Linked DNA regions of Mus musculus: region 2 is linked to region 1. A link is a contact called in public Hi-C data. All regions are on one chromosome and are shown on one strand. Each heading gives the region's core, a stretch centred on a gene start, on an enhancer-like site or on the middle of the called end of the contact. The rest is flanking DNA. Distances are from core to core; before and after follow the strand shown.

Evidence for each region. Hi-C and Micro-C count contacts between places; a contact is called where the count stands out from the background.
Region 2: a Hi-C map of cerebral cortex shows a contact between it and region 1, with 4 times the contacts expected there. The contact joins the promoter of 2900024J01Rik here to the enhancer-like site in region 1. A contact is called at or near these places in 1 of 484 Hi-C or Micro-C datasets (cerebral cortex) and 3 of 115 datasets of contacts at active chromatin or transcription factors (bone marrow-derived macrophages, differentiating embryonic stem cells and embryonic stem cells).

What each region holds. Positions count from the first base shown.
Region 1 is chr1:180,516,073-180,523,136 of GRCm38.p6, forward strand. No RefSeq gene overlaps it. Among named protein-coding and RNA genes, the nearest start is that of Stum, 36 kb to the left of the region's middle. Within about 2 kb of position 4,224, at least 30 of the 459 cell types and tissues checked have an H3K27ac peak or open chromatin away from gene starts, as enhancers often do. A contact at or near this core is called in cerebral cortex, where this site is marked.
Region 2 is chr1:180,773,546-180,780,609 of GRCm38.p6, forward strand. 2900024J01Rik (a long non-coding RNA gene) reads left to right here and starts at 4,416. Exons shown (of 3, transcript XR_373751.4): 1 at 4,416-4,514.

The DNA of each region.
Region 1 (7,064 bases), core at 2,974-5,473:
GCTCTGCCCTCTTCTGCTCTCCTTCAGTTTCAGCCTCAGCATCACTTCCTCGGGGGACATCTTCCCCGGTCCTCTCAGACTTTCTTGGGTTCCTCAATGAAACAAGCACTTGTAGCAAGAAGCATGCCCTGCCCAGTGGGTACCATTTCCCACATCAGCCCACTACATCTTGAGCTGTTTCTACTGTCTGGGCAGGTCCCATGAGACTGGCCACCAAGCACATTGAATCAAGTGGTCTTGCAACTCACAGATGAGGAACAAAGGATGGGGAAACCTAGGGTGTGTGGTGTCCCTGTGCCCTGTCCCTTGGAGGACAAAATGACAGAATGGATAACATCTTCCCTGCACGTGCCTCACTTGCATGGCTGCTAAAGGACCTGCAAAGTGGTCTGCCTGGGTGGCAGCTATTTTCAGGGTGACTTTGCCCACAGATACTCTGCTGCTGTCTAGATATCTGTGTCTGTCTATGTCCCTACCCAGATCTGTCCTGCAGACATTCCCGTATCTCCCTAGACTGTGTTAACTGTGGCTATTTCTAGTTCTGTATTTACATTCTGACCTCTCTGCGTCTGTGGCTTCTTCCCCCCCACACACACACCCCCAAGTTCTCTGAGAGCCTGAGCAGCAGCTAAGTGTAGATTTGGGTTTGGAACTTTGGATGCAGATGGACAGGGTGGTCTACATCAGCCCTCTTTTGGTGGTGTGAACCTTTCCTCTTAATCTGCAGATCCCTCCAACTCCATTAACTGGGCAGGCTCATGAGGCTCAAGAAGGGACTGAAAATGCAACCCTGTCCTGACTCCTCAGGCCTAGGACATCACAAGGCTATCAGACCAAACATCTGACTCTAGCTGTTGCCATAGGTACAGACCCAGCACCAAGTGCCACCCCTTGGGACCTCGGCCCTCACCCACCGCTATGTGCCTGAGGCTCACTGGTCTCCATTCTCCCAGCCACCACTGATACCTGCCACCAGAACTCCTACATCCAGGCCAGCTTCTGCTATCAGCTTCTCTGGACCCTACCAAGTCCAAGCCAGGGCATGACTGAATAGGTTAGCACCGAAAACAAATGACACCCTTGAAGTTGTCATCACAGGCTGAAGTTATTATCACCTGTCACCACAGATTTCCAGTGTCACAGTGTCCCCAGATGGAGCCAGAAGAGAGCCATTAATTTCTCACCAGTTCTGATCTCCCCGGTATGAGAATCCAAAGACCGGACACTAGCAGACACGTGGTCCCAGTGCTCAGTCTCCACTGAGAACATCAGGAGCTGTCAGGAGAGATGCTGATTCCTGCTGATTCCTACCAGACGCAGCTACCTATGTTTAGCCTTTCACCTAAAATCCCACTAACAGGAAGGCAGATGCATTTTTTTTTTTTACAATATAAACTCTAAAACTAAGAGACTATAAAAGGAAATAATTATAGACAGGTTTCAAGCAAGTCTGGGAGACAGCAAGCAGATGGTGATACAGGCTGAAGTGTTTGGAGAGAAAGCGCCACATGAGCAGAAAGCTGATCTACCCCACAGAAAGCGCGAGGCACCAGAATTTGGAGGCAGCAGGGTAAGTTAAAAGCAAGTGTAAGACTGAGAAGAGGGCTTGCGTGGAAGCTAAGCACAGCCTTCTCCAGGAAGCTGTTATTGTTTGGATATGGGATGTTCCCCAAAGGTCCCTGTAGTCGTGGAGCTATGGGAGAGAGGGGTATGGAACCATCACGGGGGTGGAGCCTGTTGGGAGGAAGTTACATCTGTGGGCTACGCCCTGGAGGAGGACAGTGAAGCCCTGAAGTGAAAAGTCCTCTACCCTGCACCAGTCATGAGGGGCTGCCTCACTACAGGCCAGAGCAACACAGTCGTAGACAAAAACCTCTGCAACCATTCACTAAAAGAAATCTCTCCTCCCCGTACGTTACTTGTGTCTGGCATTTTGCAGCAGTGACAGGAAGTTGCCTACTACATTGGGGATTGTTTCCAGGATCCTTTTCAAAGACAAAAAAAATCCTAACAACTGCCATAGAATCTGGATAATCTACCCATATCCTCTTGTAGATTTAGGTCGTCTGTAATTACTTTTAATACGTGATATGATGAGAATGCTGTGTAAATAATCGCTAGGCTTGAATGTTAGATTCAAGGAATAATAATGAAGAGCAAGTAGGTATATGTTCAAGAGATATACAGCATTTTATTTTTCAGAAATTTCCAGCAAAATGTTCTTCAATATGCATTGTCCTAAGAAAAACTGGGGACCTCTGTAGGGGTAAGGAATTTAGTCAGCGATGCAAGGGCTTGTGGTACCAGACAGTCTGGAGCATCAGAGAGAGGGACAAGAATAAATGGAACACGTGTTAGCTAACACCGTCAAGAAAGAAAAACCATCAAGCATTTGCCAGAGCTGCAGGAACAACTGGAGAAAAAGCCAGGCGTGGTTCACAGAACACCAAGCAAATGTTTAAATGGGACCATTTGCTAGCTCCAGGATAAACAAAGGAAGCGGGGAGACAGCCAATGTACAGGACTTACCCTGCCATAAACAACAAGTATTCAAAATACAGTCATGCCCTGTTTCCATCACGGGCAGACAGCACGTTTGCCTCTGCCACCCAAGTGCTTAGGTTAAATAAACACCACCAAGTCAGGCCGTCTCTGTAGCCCAGGCTGACCTCAGACTCTCCCATCTTCCTGTCTCAGCCTTCTGAGTACCAGGATTACAGGTATGGTTCACCACGCCTGACTAAGAGTTTTAGTTTTACATGAAGAAAAGAACTCTGGAGAGGTTGGGGCTGTACCTCAGTAGCAGACCTTGGGTGTCCTGCGTTCATCCCTGGGACTGCTAGAACTGGATGTGGAGGCAATCAGAGACAGAGGCAGGAGAGCCAAGGTCATCCTTGGCTAGATAGTGTGTTCCAGGCCAGCCTGGGATATCTCAAAGTAGAGGGCGTGATGGTTATGGGGAAGGAAAGCTACAGAGGTAGGTGGCGGCTATGGCTTCACAGCAATGTAAGACAGTCGGTTCTGTTGAACTGTATGTACACTTAGAAGTGATTGAAGCAGGCCGGGCAGTGGTGGCGCACACCTTTAATCCCAGCACTTGGGAGGCAGAGACAGGCGGATTTCTGAGTTCGAGGTCAGCCTGGTCTACAGAGTGAGTTCCAGGATAGCCAGGGCTACACAGAGAAACCCTGTCCCCCCAAAAAAAACAAAACAAAACAAAAAAAGAAAAGAAAAGAAGTGATTGAAGCAGTGAGTTTCATGTCCCATGTATGCTCCACAGAGAGCACTCACAGTACAAACGTGACGGTAGCCACACTGACGAGGACACAAAGCACAGAGCTGAAAAGAGATGTATGAAGAGGACCCCGGAGCTGCTCTTGTTGCATGAGTAGGCTGGTTGTCCTTATCATCCTCTTCCCCATGACAGAGGTCACCACCCAAAGCTCCTTTGCTCTCTGACCAACGAGAAGCAGGAAGAAGAGCGGAGAACTGAATTTGCTGGCTCCTCGGAGAACAAACACAACAGTCTGCTCTGTTGTACTTGCCCATTTCTCTGGTAAAAAGACTCCTACCAAAAGAGATGTCAACGGACCAACTTACCACTGGAAAAGGCAGCTCTTCGTGAGCTGGTTCCAACCGCCATTGGCAGAAAGAGGAAGAGATGTGGGAATTCCCCGTCCCACCCACCCACCTACCCCTTGTCTGCTTCCTCTCATCCTCTGCCCTGGAGAGTCACATCTTCCTGAGACTGCGGCCCAACCCAGACAGTCCTCCATTACCTGCCTCCAACCTCAAGCTTAAAGGATGTCCTCCCCTCCCCCCACACCAGCCACACCTGTCCATCCAGAACATCTCAAGAACCCCTCTACCTGGCTGCCCAAACAGTCCTAGTTAACTCAGTTTCCCTGCTCCCACCTTACAGTAATGCTTGCCCAAGATTTCACGCCCCAAGATTTCTATGAACTACATACTGTTTCTTCATGGGGTGCTGCCTCAAACAAGGGGGGGGGGTCAGTTCCACAAGATGCACAGCAGGAAGACCTTTCTTCTACCGCAACACGGAATGGGGAGTCAAGGGGGTGAGAGGTGCGTCCTGCTCTGACCTGGCATCCTCAGCCCTGCATCCCCCTTCCGTGTTCTGTGATGCTCTTTCTGGGGCAGTGAAGCTCCCAGAATGTTGAATGTATCCCAAAGCATTTCCTGAATTGTGTGGAACAGAGATCACCAGCTGCTTTTCTTCCACTCGCTACAGAACGTTCGCTGTTCCTTGGATTTAGCTAATGCACTTTCATGCCTCGTTTGAATCTTCAATTGGACCCCAGCCCGGAGAGTCACTGCCCGTAGGAGGTGGCACAGAGCCCTCCCACAAAAATTACAGTCCTCTTAAGAAAAATCACAGTCCTTACCCAAACTGCTGGATTCAGAACTGGCATGGATAATTTACATACATTTAGAGGATGAATTCAAGAACTGTGAAATCCAAGCCAGAGAAAAATGAAATAAGCACAATTTGCTACAATTGTGTCTCAACTCAGCGTGAAGGCCAAGTCGGTGAAGTGACATTCTCCCGCTTAGCATACAATTCTGCTGGTTTTTTCTTAGGCCGGTGGGCTCGGGTCTGTGGAGATGATATTCCTTCCAGCTGCCCCCACCCACATACCGTTAACCCAGCCTCTGAGAGGCAGAGGTGTGGACAGCACCCACCCAGCCTACCCAGCAGGGTGGATGGTTTAGTAGAGAGGGCAGAATAAGAAGAGTGAGCTAGGATTAGAATCAGAATTGATACTGAAGCTGTCACAGACCTGGGATTAGGGTTTAAAAGCCTAGGATAGGGGTTTGCATCTGTAAATCCAACCCTTGTACAGGAGGATTACAGTTAGTTTGAGGCCAGTGAAACCCTGTCTCAAAAACCCAAAACAACAGACAGTGGTGGTGAGAGCCTTTAGTTCCAGCACTCAGGAGGCAGAGGTGGGCAGGTCTCTGAGCCTGGGGTTCTGCAGGGGAACTACAGACAAGTTCCAGGACAGCAGGACCACACAGAAAAACCCTGCCTTGAAAAACAAACAAACAAACAAACAAACAAAACTGTTAAAAGAGATGAAAAGGAAAACCAAATTGGGGCTGGTGTCAGGGATATGGTTACAGTTAGGGTTGGAATTAGAGTGCGGTTATAGAAGGTCTTGAAAACGGAGTAGTGTCATCCTTTTTAGGTTTTCCTTTGTCTCTTTTGGTCCCTGTCCAACACTAAACTCAACACAGGAGGCATAAACAAGCCCAATACCTTAGGTGCTCTTACAGAGCCCTCTTCTGCAGCCTCCCTGGGACCTGAAGCTGTTGTTAGCCAGGCTCCCCAGCCTCAGTGAAGAGCCCGTCTTCCCACCCCGCAGCTACTCTCCCTCCACCTGTGAATGCAGACCAGGAGTCTACTTACACACCTGGGTAAAGTTTGTTATTTTTATGTTTATTTTGGTGTGTGTATGGTAGGCGTGCGGGTACGTGTGTAAACATGTATGTAGAGACCAGGGGTTGACTTTCCTGTCTCCTTTGATTATGATTTACCTTTATCTGAGGCACAGTAGAAATTTAACCTGAGTATGGTGCTCAGAAGAGGGGCCTTGGGAAGTGACTGGGATCAGATAAAGTCATGGGGTGGATCCCCATGATCGATTGCATGCCAATGGATTTGTAAAAAGAAATTGCAATGTGCTCTCTCTCGCGCACGCTCTCTCTTTCTTTCTCGCTCTCTGTCTGTCTTTCCCTCCCTCCCTCCATCCCTTTCTCTCCTCTCCTCTTTCTCTGTCACATACACACACAGGCATGTGCACACACACACACACACACACACACACACGTGTGTGTGTGTGTGTGTGTGCTTGCTTGTGCACTACACGACTCCCCTGGTGGCTAGATGTGAAATGTCCTCAGTGTTGACAAATCTAAAAGCTTGTAGAACCTTTTGGAGTTAGAGCCTTGCTAGAGAAAATGGGTCACTAGAGTGTGGCCTTGAACGTCCATGGCCCACCCGGCCCTGTTCATGCTCTGCTTACTGACCACAGGTGCAGTATAGCCAGCAGCCTCAAGCTCCTGCCACCACGCCTACCTCTGCTGAGGGCTGGGGTGGGCTAGAGTACAGAATGGGAGGTAGGCAGAACTCCCCTTTCTTTTCTTTCTTTCTTTCTTTCTTTCTTTCTTTCTTTCTTTCTTTCTTTCTTTCTTTCTTTCTTCCTTCCTTCCTTCCTTCCTTCCTTCCTTCCTTCCTTCTTTCTTTCTTTCTTTCTTTCTTTCTTTGTCTTTATTTATTTTATTTTATATGTATTTACTTACTACCCATGTACATGTGTGTGCATGCTGGGCACACGAGCAGCTGGAGGATAGCTTTGTGGTTGCTGGTTTTCTCAGTCCACCATATGTGTTCCAGGGTCTGAACTCATTGACAGGTACTTTCATCTTCTGAGACAACTAGCTGGCCTTAATCCTCTCTTCCTCCTCCTCTTCCTCCACCTCCACCTCCTCCTCCTCCTCTTCTTCCTCTTCTTCTTCTCCTTCTTCTTTTCCTCCTCTTTTCTTCTTCTCTTCCCTTCCTTCCTTCCTTTCTTCCTTCCTTTCCTCTCTCTCTTCCTTCTTCTTTCCTTTACTGGTCTAATATAGCCCAGACTCACAGAGCACTTCCAATCCCCCTTCCTTAGCTTCCTGTGTCCTGGATTTACAGTAGCTTCCTGTGTCCTGGATTTACAGGTGTATGCCACTGTGACTACTTGTGGAAGTACAAATATGTGAGTATACTATGCTCCAATAAAATGTACATTTCAAATGAAACAGCTATATGGTAGATGAGTTATGTCCCAATAAAGCTGTTGAAATAAAATGTTAAAGGTTACAAAAGAATATATATGATAGCATTCCATTTCTGTAGCAGCTTTAAACAGAGACAAAATAATGTATCGCATAAGGTGTATATTTGGTAACCAGTGGAGAAAACAGGGGGATAAACAAAGTTCTCAGCAGAGCAGCTGCCTGTGGGACAGAAAAGACAAAAATATGCTTGCCAAGTGAACACACGCACA
Region 2 (7,064 bases), core at 3,166-5,665, 260 kb after region 1:
CTTACCTAATGAGCCAGGGTCTAGAATTGGTGAAGCATTGCCTAACATGTGCCAGGCCCTAGCTGGATTTTCTTAAAGCAGGTAGGCACTGGGGAAGCTGAGGCTGGAGGATTGCATCCAGTTCAAGGCCTATGCAGGTTATAAAGCAAGATCCCTAGGCCCAAATCAAACAAAAACAATGTAAATAGCTGGGTGTGGTGGCGCATGCCTTTAATCTCAGCACCTCAGGGAGGCAGAGGCAGGTGGATTTCTGAGTTTGAGGCCAGCCTGGTCTACAAAGTGAGTTCCAGAATAGCCAGGGCTACATAGAGAAACCCTGTCTTGGGAAAACAACAACAACAAAAAAACAAAAAACAAAACAAAACAAAAACAAAAAAACAACATAAATAACCAGAACTGGAGAGATGGCTCAGTGGCATACATTACTACCCTCTAACCTGATTGAGTTTGATCTCTGGGACTCATTGGACAAACCTGATGTCCAAAGTTACCTCTATATATGTACCGTGGCACGTGTGGGTATCCCTCCACAAAATAAATAAAAGTGCAAAAGATACCACTGGTAGAAAGCTAGGGTCTTGCACCGTTGCACTGTGCTGGTCTCGTGAGGACTGTCTCAACCTCCTGTGTAGCTGGGACCAGAGGAATGTGCCAGCACCATGCTTGGCTGGCTCCCTTCTGCCCTTATATGCTTTGATCTGTTGGGCTCGGGTATAGCTGTAGGGTAAAATGATTGCCAAGCATTTAGAGGACCCAGATTCCATCCCCAGCCTACACAGGAAGAAATCTGAACTACGTGGCAGTGTAAGTTACACAACAGGTATGTAGACAAAATCATAAAAGCCAGGCAGGACGGTGTGTATCCTTAATCCTAGCCCTTGGGAGGTAGAGCCAAGAGGACCGAAAGTTCAAGGCCAATGTCAGAAATATAGTGAGTGTCTGGGCAACAAGAGGTCCTGTCTTTAAAAAAAAAGATAATGGGCCGGAGAGTTGGCTCAGTGGTTAGGAACACTGACTGCTCTTCCAGAGGTTCAATTCCCAGCAACCACATGGTGGCTCACAACCATCTGTAATGGGATCCGATGATGCCCTCTTCTGGTGTGTCTGAAGACAGCAACAGTGTACTCACACACATGAAATAAATAAATAAATCTTTTTAAAAAATGCACATGCATGCAAAATTTAAAAAACAAGATAATAACAACAACAACAAGGAAAAAGAACAATTGTTTTATTGTATGTGTACGGGAGCTTTGCCTGCATGTACATCTGTGTACTAGCTCTATGCAGTACTTGAAGAGGCCAGAAGAGGGCGCCTGAGGTCATGGAGCTGGAGCTGAAGAGTTGGGAGCTGCCATGTTGGTGCTGTGAATTGCACCCAGGTCTCCTAGAAGAGCAACCAGTGCTCTTAACCCTTGAGCCATCTTTCTAGCCCCCCACGCCAAAGTTTTATAAATCCTGAAGTATATAAAAGGAAAGTGGAGAATCATAATAGCATAACACAGGAATCCTTGAGAGAACAAGCTGGTGTTGGGGGAGGGGGGACCCAAAGGTAATGATTGATGGGGCAGTGTTCTGTCTGGGGAGGCAGCCGAAGAACCCACTGTAGGAAGATTAGGGGACACAGAGGGAAACTGAGACCTCTGTGACCCTTAGAGACCAGTTCTGCCCGCCAGCTCCCTGCCCAGGCTGAGCATTTCACTCCTAGCTAACCAGTGCTCTTCCAGCTATTACCTAGAATACTGGGAATACCTGGGAATACCTAGGATATTGCTGGGGTTAACTGTTCACCCACTGGGAGAAGAACCTCACTTCTGCCTTCCCGGGGTAGGTGCCAAGGCACTGTGGGCTCGGCAGTAATGAGACAGACAAGAAAAGTGAACGCATGTCCCTGCAGGAGGGGAGCTACCGCTACCAGGAGCCCCCAGCTGGCCAGGGGTGGGATTGGCTTGCCTCCTAGCCAGGTTCAAGGTTCCTAACACAGAGCATCCTTCCAGAGGTGCACCCCTATCCCGCCAGCTGCTCAGGAAGTGGGGAGAGGCTGGCAGAGACGATCTGCACTACCGCAGTAGTGCTCCTCCTCATCCAACGCTCGCGAGACAGATCAGTCCCCAGGAAGAGAGGGCACTGGTTTCAGTCTAGATATCCTCACAGACATCTGAGTCCTTTCCTACCTGAAGTGATGAGGTGATGCCCCAGAGGCCCAGAGTAACAGGCTTGTTCTCTGCTCTGGGATGGGGCCCCACCATCCACTAACCCTTCCTTCATCTGGTGCATGACAAACTGCCCTTTCCCCATAGAAGGGCTGGCTGTACAGTGGGAGGGAGGTCCTCTCCCTAAGGTCCTCCCCTGTCCCAGTCCCCCTTGTCTCTGAAGGGGGTCCATCATCCCACTTAATGTAAATTACACTCAAAGAAATGGTCCTTAGATCCCTCCCCCTTTCTCCCCTCTGTTTCTGTCCGTGACTTCATGTCCAGGACTTGGAATAGTGCCAGGACCACACTCAGGATGGGGCCCTAAGAGAAAATCAGCAACCAAGTAGCAAGAAGACAAAAGAGAGTGAACAAGAAAAAAAAAAAAAAAGGTATGAAAATAGGCTTAGCTGCTTTGGGGTTTTCCTTTGTGTTTATTTTTAGCAAGGATTGTGTGCCTAGCTCTGCAGTAAAACAGCTGATGCTACCAATCTTTGTTCCAGGGATCTGCCCGAGGCAACCTCACAGGTTTCTGCAGCCCAAAGGGAAGGTGATGGGTTGCCTGGCCCACCCAAGCTGAATCCAGAGCATTAGTCTCACAGGACCTTTTCCCTCTCGTGGTACCTTCTGGGTATGGAGGAAACGAGAAGCCAAGTGCTTTGGACAAGGCTGGAAGCTGAAGAGGCAGCCCTGCTTGCGGGCTTAAGCTTCCAGAATGGATCTCCTGCTGGCGTCTGCAGGGAGAGGCTGAAATGCCCAGGAGAGATCTCCACATCAGGCATCCGGAGGAGGCAGAAGAGAGGCCACCACTGTTGGGTCTCACACTCCATTTTGGATTTGCCTTTGAGGATCCCCACCCCCGACTTCCCCAAGGGGAAGGGCTAAGGGAAAACTATTTAGTTGGTGAACCCTACCTTAAGACGCCAGATTCTGGCACAGTCCCCTGTCAAGCTAGTGCAAGCCATCTGGGAGAACCACATGGGCCCTGAGCTTCCAAGAGACCCTGAAGGCTGGAAGGCGGACATTAGGAAATAAATACTTTACCTCTGTCCTTCCGTGTCTCAATACTGGTGACTTGTGGGCACTGCCCTCCACGCAGAGCTGGACAGAGTCCCTGCACAGAATAGGCCTGGTCATCCTGAGCAAGAAGATTAACAGAGCGGGGCAGTGGTGGTGCACACCTTTAATCCCAGCACGTTGGGAGGCAGAGGCAGGCGGATTTCTGAGTTCGAGGCCAGCCTGGTCTACAGGGTGAATTCCAGGACAGCCAGGGCTACACAGAGAAACCCTGTCTCGGGAAAGAAGAAGGAGGAGGAGGAGGAGGAGGAGGAGGAGGAGGAGGAGGAGGAGGAGGAGGAGGAGGAGGAGGAAGATGATTACCAGAGCACCCTGCAGAGGACTCTAGAATTCTGAGGAAGAGACGGTGTGACACAGGGACTTTAATTCATACTCTGGACAGTTAACACTTGAGGTGTCCAGGGATCACCACTTCAGGGATGACTAAATTACTGCTTATCTACATAAACACCCAAAAGAGTCATAAATTAAGGTTCTTTTGCAAAGTGATTTATGTACCATATGTGACCTGAGAGAAAGAGTGATCTGGCTGGCACTTCTGGCCCAAGGAACTTCTGAAAATCCAGCGAGCTGTGGTCTGGGGCTGGAGCTGCCGGTCGTGTGGTTCCGGGGCCGCTACTGCAGGAAAACAGCTGTGCTTCTTTCTAAGAGATCCTGTTGTACACACCAGGCCTTGCACTGAGTAACAAAACAACACTACGACCTCTAATGTCTGTGTCTGTGACTGGAGACAGTCTTGCAAGGTGGTGGCGAGGAGGCCACAAGCTTTCGAATATCAAATTTCTGCTGCAGCGCCTTGCGGCTGTGAAACCATAGCAAGGTCAGAACCAGGGTCCCAACCTCTCCAGGGCCCCGAGGCTCATGGTCTCCCACTGCAGGAGCATACCTGCTTCCGGGACCAGCTTTCTTTTGGGGGAACGGCGCGGCCTAGCGGCCTCTGGTAACCGATGCAAGGATCCCTCTCTTCCCTCTCCCTTCCCCCTCCCGAGTCCCAGCTCTTGGTTTGCGCCTTGGCCTCGGGATCTTCCGGGTCCCACCGCGCGCTGCTCGCGGGCAAGCCGCTGGGCTCTGGCGCCTTGAGCATCCGAGCAGGTCCTGCCCCCGCCGTAGGCGTGGGGACCTAGAGCTGCCCTCCGCTCCTTGTCCCGGGCCAGAGGCGGACACTAGGCGGTAGAAGCAGCTGCAGGGTCTGCCCTGCCCCCGCCCCGCGCGGAGAGCTGCTGCCAGGAACAGCAATATTAATAGGTACAAACTTCCTGGAAAGATTTTCGTCTTCGCGGTAAATGACCCCTCCTTGTCTGCCGGGGCAGGCGACGGGGAAGCCTGGGACCCACAGGAGCCAGGGACATTTGGGACCCATGGAGCTGTGGCTCACGAGAGCTGAGGTTCATTGGTTGGGGACCCACTCGGTGGGCAGGTCACAGACACCGTAGGGCAGGGCTGGGCTCGCCTTGGTAAATTAGGCGTTGGAGCCGCGACGCCCGATTGCCATTCCTCGGGAGCGCGCACGCCCTGGGCCACCCCGCCCGTATGCAGCGGCCGTAGCTCCTCCTCCGGATCGGGCTTCGGGGACCTTTGGTCACTTAGGAGCACCCAAACAACTCTGCAGCTGGTGCCCATAGGTGCGCGTCATTCCTTTCTCTAGAATTACCTGGCCCAGAAGCAGTTGTAGCCAAAGCCACCTCTCTCTTTCCCAGTCGCCAAGAGAGGACGGATCAGGAAGCGTCCCACCGGCCGCTTGGGCGCTGTGTGGTCAGTCCATGCCTGCATCTTGCGGATAGTCAGGTCCCAGTGCCTCCGCAGGAGGCTCACTCCCCGTACGGTGGCTGGAGTTCCCAAACCCTTTTTTTTTTTTACAACTCTGGACAGGGCGCCTGTTCTAGATTGGTTGGAGGTGTTTTCCCACCTGAAAGTCATCATTCATTGAAAATATTTATTGAAGCCGATGTGGTGGGAAGCTTGTAATTCCAGCACTCTGGAGGCAGAGGGAAGAGGATCTCCCATAGGTAAAGTTAGCCAGGTACTGAGCCCTTGACTTAAACAAACAAATTATCGCTACAAAGCAAACACAAAAATCCTCTTTCCCAAAACTTGAAAAAAAAAAAAAAAAGACAGAATTGAAACATACATGTGGGCAGATGGCCATGGAAGCTCACGGGAGGAGAGGCAGGAAGAGGATGGAGCAGGACAGAGCTGTGTAGACGTGTTTAGTGTTGGGACTGGGTGGTTGGGAAAGAGCAAGCCAGCCTCACAGGCTCACTCCCAAAGATGAAGACTGGCCCTGCTGGTTCCACCGGTGGTGTGGGAGTCAGAACGGCAGTTTGGGGCATGCTGGGTTTGATGCACACATTGGACATCCAAGGGTAGGGCGGAACAGATACTGGTCAGACAGGTCTCCATGCGAGATGCGAGACAGGGGAAAACACCTGAAGGAACCACCAGCCAGCCACCTCTGCTTATGGAGTGCGTGACGGTACAGTATGCGTAGGTGTAGCTAGCTTGAAACTCTCTGTAGATCAGGCTGGCCTCGATGGAAAGATCAGCCTGCCTCAGTCTCCTGAGTTGCTGTCATCCCAGTCGGAACTAAAAAATTTAAATTTAACTAATTTAAATTGAAAACAGGTTATTGACTCAGTTATTTGAAAATCTTTATTCTGTCTGAAACAACTAGGGTATAGACATCTGTTTTTTCAATGGCTTTCACATTGGGTGGTTTATAGTCGCCTCTAAGTCCAGCTCCCTGGAGTCAGAAACTCATTTTATTTTATTTTATTTTATTTTATTTTATTTTATTTTAGTGTATGGGTGTGTTGCTCATGTGTCTGTACACTACATGCATGCCTACTGCCCAGGGAAGCTAAAGAGGGCATAGAATCCTCTGGGTCAGCTACTCGAAAATCTTCAACAAGTCCTCCTCCTCCTCCTACTCCTCCTCCTCCTCCTCTCCTTCCTGTTTGTTTTTGTTTTATTTTGAGGCGAGGAGGTCTTTTTATGTATCCCTACCTGATCTGGAACTCTGTATACCAGGCTAGCCTCAAACTCACAGAGATCCTCCTGCCTCTGCCTCCTGAGTGCTGGGATTGCGCTTCCTAAGAAGCCGGGATGGTCGGTGATGTGTTTCCAAGGCCTGGCACAGGGACCACAGAAGGGCTCTGATTTATCCCTGATTCCTGAATATTTCAGGCGCTCAGATGCTCACAAGAATTCTGGTGTGTGTGTGTGTGTGTGTGTGTGTGCACTCGCACATGCACATGAATATAATCCAGGATTTCATGTAAAATGAGATACAAAGCCACGAGGAACAGGAGTCACTGGGTGTGGAAGGAGACCAGGCACTCCGGAGATGTTTCTCTCACTACTCATTATTAGCCCCAGGGATCCCCAAGGAGGGGCCTTTGTGTATCTTTCCTTTCCTGTTAAACCTAACAGAGTCCAAGACCAAAGGAACACCAAGCTGATAGTGGCCCTTCCTCATTCTAGGCTCCAGAGATGCCCTGAAGCAAGGTGCAGAGACCAGAGGCTTACTGCCTCTCTGCATTTTGAAGTTATCATTGCCTCCCATCTATGATTGCTTGATGCACCAAGCTCCCAGAAGAACCAGGAATCAGGCCGAGCAAAGTTCACGCTGGGAGCTTTGACCGGTCTGCACGGACCGCTCAGGTGTCCTGGCCCTCCAGCTCACATCACGCATTACCATTTTGTTCCTTAGCCACCGTGACTTTGCCCACACTCCTGGTCCTGCTTAGTTGTTTTTGATGGCTATTAGGGAATCCAGTGAGCAGTGAAGGGTGGAGC